Regions from separate parts of the Zea mays genome. Here region 1 is linked to region 2. A link is a contact called in public Hi-C data. All regions are on one chromosome and are shown on one strand. The core of a region is the stretch at or near the end of the contact, and the rest is flanking DNA. Distances in the headings are between cores, read along the strand shown. Region 1 has its middle 79 kb from the start of LOC100281850. Region 2 holds the start of LOC100281850.

Region 1 (2,886 bases), core at 8-2,507, 79 kb after region 2:
CTATATTTATGGATAATTTTGCGCGCAATCAGTGGAAACGAAACTATCACGATCTGCTTATATATATATATATATATATATATATATACAAACACACACATGCTCAGGACAATGCCGTCCTCTTCTAACCCCCTACATCTTATGTTTATTTTTGTTATTCAAAGGATGAATATTGAATATGTATATATTAATACAAAAACATAAAAATATATAATCATGTTGGTTCGGTCCGACACTGCGGGTCGAGAAGGTGCCCTAGGCTTGTCACGATTCCCGGGCTTGGTCGTGATTCTGTTAAATGGGGCGTGCCTAAGGCTAGACCACCAATCATGACCCATTTGATCATTTATAGTCTAGTACCTACTCACACGTCGGTCCTGATCTCGCGAGCATAGAAAAAAAGCGAGAAAAAAACTTCATCGTGTCTCACCTCACACCACATACCTCTGCATGTCTTCTCCACCTATCTCCTCGCCACATCACTGCCTCGATGTCTCTAAGGCGAAATCCTAGGTGTACCACGAGACACGGTAAGATCCACGGGATCCGACCCTAAGAGCGTGTTGCCACGCGTTTAGATCTGCATGAGGCACACCGTCAGATCCGTTGTGCCGACAGAGATGACACCGCCGCACGCCTAGCTTGGCATTGATTTGGCTCGATCCGAAGGTGCCCGACTGTCGGTGACCCAATTCTGGTCCACACATTTGTCACCCTTTGGCGCGATCTATAAGTCTATGAGCTTAGATCTTGTCTAAATAAATATCCCATGCAAACTAGATTTATCTATGATACCCAGGTTTACCTATGATATATAAAAATTATAGCAACGAACGTACAACTAACTAGTACTAGCAGAGCGTCGGTTACGCTCTTTAGTGCAGCCAAATAAATGTCTGCCAAATTGCAAACCTTGTCGTGCATCTAGGGCGAAGCAAGACACAGTCGGGCCACGGCCAGTGCTGGGGCCTGTGGGTGGACCAACTCCTGGTCGTCCCCATCGGCGGCCTGCTCAACCCACATCTCCCCGCCATGGCCAGCCGGGGGGGGGGGGGGGGGGGGGGGGGGGGGGGGGGGCATGCACTTGCCGCCGCTTGCCTGCCGCGCATTATTGCGCTGCCGTTGCGTAAACCGGTGATGCCCGATCTGCGTCCTTCTGCATCAAAGGTGTGGATCCGACCAGATCAATGCTGCTCTGCCCCACTCTGTTGTCTCCGAGCAGCTCATGATCTGGGCGTTACCTGACTTCAAGGTTGCTAGCAGTTGCGGCACTGGAGCGCTACTAGGCTCTAGCTGTTTCTGTTTGTTTCGCAGTGCATGCATCTGCCATCTGGAGTGGACTCGTCTCACGTGTTGCTGCAGAACTAGCCGACCGGGCAGCAACGAGTGCTTCCGGAATCTGCTGCATGCGGCATGCGTTCTTCATTATCATGTGCATTTCCTGTCAGCTGAGAAGAGTTACTCTTCTTTGACTGTTTGAGAAGATCGGCGGACCCCGGATTCAGGTGGTACCGCGCGCTGAATCAGGCAGCCGGCATTCCCACGTGATAATTATTGGAGGCAAATTTTAAATATTGTTTCGAGAAATAGAAATTTTGCAGTCAACAGTATGGCTTTCGTCCATGCTTTAAGACATAGATCGACATAATCTCTTCAAGGGATTCTCTAGGCTACGTATAGTATTGTGCAAATGTCGGGGATTTTTTTCTGAAAAATGCCCTATTTGTTTCGACTTTTAGCCGACTTTTGGTCATCAGGATCGATTTCTCATAGTCAAACGTTTCATTTCTCACCCCGTGAGAATCTTTTCTAAAAATCATTCAAATCAATGTGAATATAGAATTCGCCTAGTCGTCGCGATGGTGTAATCCGCCCCTTCATAAACCCTAAATCGTGTATACCCCTTCATCTTCCTCCACACGTCAGCTTTACGATATCCAGAATCTCGTGATAGCTAGATTATTTAAGAATCCAGATTCTCAAAAATATCTTAAGAAAAAAGTCGTCCCAAATAAGCCTAATACGTGAATAAACAAAAAAAACATATCTCATTAGAAAACTGCTCACATTAGTAAAATAGACATCCTCTTTTTACCATCCTCCCATGTAAAGAAAAAGTTTAAATCAAAGGTATATTTTGTCAGAAAATTGTCCAAAATATGTGCATCCATGGCGGTTGAACTATAATGTATTCACTCCATACTAAAATAGTATTTCTTTTAACTCTGAATTTTTATGTTTATATTCAAATAAGCAATGATAAATCTAGACAAATATATAAAATACATACAACAAGTATATTGTATAAATTTATCAATTAATTAAAATAAATTTTAATTTAGGACGAAGGGAGTATCAAGTTTAGTTGTATATTTTTAGTATATAGTAAAACAAAACAGTATAGTCGCACCTTTGCCGAAACTTGGATGAACGCTCAAAAAAATATATTAAACGTATTCATTATTTTCTCAAGACGATTGATAGACATAAACAAAGAAGTTTTATGTATTTTTCATGTAGAGAATGTAAAAACGAGAGAGAAAACTCTTCATGCCTAACTATATTTGTTGGACTAAGCATGGAGAAACGGGAGTTCTAGAGGACGAACAAGAGGAGGAAGATAACACAATTTTGGACTATGCTCAGTATAGTTGTCACATCCGGTTTTAGAAGGCAAACCGAATGTGAGCCATGTACGTGTCAGGATCAGCAATTCACATACACAGCAGTTACATAACTGGATATCATCACATAGTGCTCAAATCATAATATAAAAGGGGAATAATAGTCGATTACATCATATGTCTGAGACATCCACATAGTCTTCACAATAATCAAAGTGCGGAAAAGAAACGTAGATACACGCGGCCTTCACAGGCAGCCGAC
Region 2 (2,829 bases), core at 264-2,763:
TGCCATGCCATGCCAACTAGCTATCTCCGACCTCCTGGCCTCTCTCATCACACACTACTGGCCAGCAAGTGTCCGCGAAACTGACCCGGCCGCCGTTTGGCTGTCGTCTTTATCGTTACTGTCCTGATTATGATGGCTTGCTTAATTAGGCGTCGCGGCACGTAACGACGAACGCGCGCGGTTAGATTGGATGGAACCGAACAAGCTGCTAGCGAGGAGTGTAGCTAGCACGCTGTAAACAAATTAAGCTGCTGCGTGATGGCAGATGAGACATGTAGATATATATATAGATATTGATATATTACCAGTACGTACGTAGTACAAGTTGACAGATCGATCGGGGTTGGTCGGTTGTCTGTCAAGGAGGAAACAACTCGATCCAGACCACACACATAGGTTTACACCACCACCACGACGACGACGACGAACATGGGACGAAGCAGCCAAGTACAAACAAATGGAAAAGGAGCTAAGCTACTAGGAGAGTATAGCAAGGAAACAAACAGCCAAGAGTGGAAGAGAGAGAAACCATACTTAAGCTAGGCAGCCCTAGTTAATACGGAGTAGTACTTAATAATGCCCTACCAATTAATAAACCAGCCTTAGCCTGTCGTCGGCGTACGTCGTCCTTGGGTATATTCAGCTGCTATATGTGGTACACACACACACACTCGGCAATGCGCTGAGATCTGGCGATGGCGAGAGGCCGGCCGTCACGCCATGGCCGGACGGACGGACTTGGGCTAGCGGAGGAGGCTGCGGATGATCTCGGCGCCGGGGCTGTTGTGGTCCATGCTGGCCATGAGGTCCGACAGGCGGTCGCTCAGATCGTCCACCTCCCGGTGCAGGCTCTTGATGTAGCTGCAGGTCTCCTTGAGCAGCTTCGTCGTCGACGCCTGCATATCACATCGTACGCACACCACCGTTGTTTTGTTTACATCATCAGACGATCCACGACGATCTCTTGGCTTGGAGCGAGTGAGCTACCAGCTGCCAATAGCACTCTTTATGCATACTTGCAATAAGCGGTACGGTGGCACTGGCACCGCAGTGTATAGCACTCTTTAATTTATGCATGTGTGTCGTGTCGGTGTGATGGTGTCAGTGTCACTACTCAATACTGTGAGATCAGAGAAGTAAAACTACCTAGCTAGCTAGCTAGATCATGCACATCTTGGTTTGAATGCGCATGCGTTGTATCGTATATTCATACCTGGCTGCCGCCACGGCGGCGCGCGCTGGGGAGCAGCGTCTGCAGCCTCGAGATAAGCTCGTTGATCTCCTCCTCCGAGACCGTCGACGCGCGGGACCTCCGGCTCGACATCGTCCTTGTGTTAGAGAGAGAGAGAGAGAGATAATGCGGCGAAGAAGACCACCGGCCGGGATCGCGGAGGCTAAGCGACCGCCGGTGATGGAGCGAGACGACGATCGAGAGCAGCACCGAAGAGCGAGCTGAGCGGGAGGAAGGGGAGAGCAGCTGTGCGCGACCCGAGATCGAGCTCAGGAGCTATCCGATGAACGCTGGACGGCAAGCTCTCAAGTGTGGCGATCGATGGGAAGCAGAAAGGGGGCGGGGGGCTTAATTTATAGGGGAGACGAGACCAGCCGAGAGCCAGACGGAGGAGTTAGTTAGCTCTGCTACAAAGTAGTTTGGTCCTAGCCGAGCAGCAGCCCGAGCTTGAGGGGGAAGCTTGAGCTAGAGGTGGCTGGAGTCAGGCGGGCACAAGCGCACAAGGACAGGAAGATGTAACGCGATCCGTGATGATGCCAAGAGACAGCGAGTGATGTGGTGAAGAAACCGGCCCGCTGCCGTTGCAGGCATCACCTACAGAGAATTTGGGGGTTTCGGGGAGGGAGAGGGCCCGCGGCGCGTCCGGTCCCTCTCTTGTTGCTGTCAATAGCGGACGCCCACGGGCCCACCGTCTAGTTATGAGTTACGGCCACAGACCAACCTCCCACTCCACTTGCCGCGTGCCAAGGAATTCGGCTACCAGTAGGTAACTGGTGAAGATCCTTTCAAAAAAGAACTTTGTTGCCTCCTACACTATATATCGTCGTTGTCTAGATCCCGTACGTCGCAACCGTTTCCATTCGTAATTGAGTGTGTATAGTATAAAATATTAAGATATGTATGTTTTGTTGGTTAGATGAGTACCAACATGAGTTTAAAACCAACAACCATAGTTTGAATTCCTGTCTATACATAATTTTAGCTTTCTACCTTTAAATAAATATGGAAGGAAAGAGGTGTCGCACCACGACGATAAAAACTGTGTTTTTTATGTGATTTTAACTTATTAAGGTTCTTTAAACATACAAAATCATTTTAGGTTTCTCGATTTTTGGGAAAATTATTAATGATAGATTTGGACTAGATAACAAAAGTTTCTAGAAATTAGATTCAGCTACAAAAGACAGTAGAGAAAAATCCAGAATATTGTAATCAATGTCTAAATGTGTTTCAAAAACTTCTCATAAACAAACAAAAAATATATGAGATGCATCTAGTATATATGAATGCAACGTACATTATATATATATATATATATATATATATATATATATATATATATATATATATATATATATATAACTGGTGAAGATCCTTTTAAAAAAAGAACTTTGTTGCCTCCTACACTATCGCCGTACTCTAGATTTTCTAGTAAGCTCTGAAATCAGGGTAAAGTATTATTTACTAGTTAATTAGGTACTCGTAGGTTGCAACGGTTTTCATTCATAATTGAGTGTAGAGTATAAAACATAAAGATATATATATATATATATATGTTCTGTTGGTTAGATGAGTACAGACGCGAGTTTAAAGCCAAA

The links. Hi-C and Micro-C count contacts between places; a contact is called where the count stands out from the background.
Region 1: a contact with region 2 is called in a Hi-C map of ear, with 2.1 times the contacts expected there. The contact joins the enhancer-like site here to the promoter of LOC100281850 in region 2. A contact is called at or near these places in 4 of 25 Hi-C or Micro-C datasets (ear, leaf and tassel).

What each region holds. Positions count from the first base shown.
Region 1 is chr9:6,472,269-6,475,154 of Zm-B73-REFERENCE-NAM-5.0, forward strand. No RefSeq gene overlaps it. Among protein-coding and RNA genes, the nearest start is that of LOC100281850, 79 kb to the left of the region's middle. Within about 2 kb of position 1,258, at least 10 of the 20 cell types and tissues checked have an H3K27ac peak or open chromatin away from gene starts, as enhancers often do. A contact at or near this core is called in ear, where this site is marked.
Region 2 is chr9:6,392,734-6,395,562 of Zm-B73-REFERENCE-NAM-5.0, forward strand. It overlaps LOC100281850, which reads right to left and starts at 1,514. Exons shown (of 2, transcript NM_001154770.2): 1 at 1,214-1,514; 2 at 288-896. The coding sequence starts at 1,324. The coding sequence ends at 744.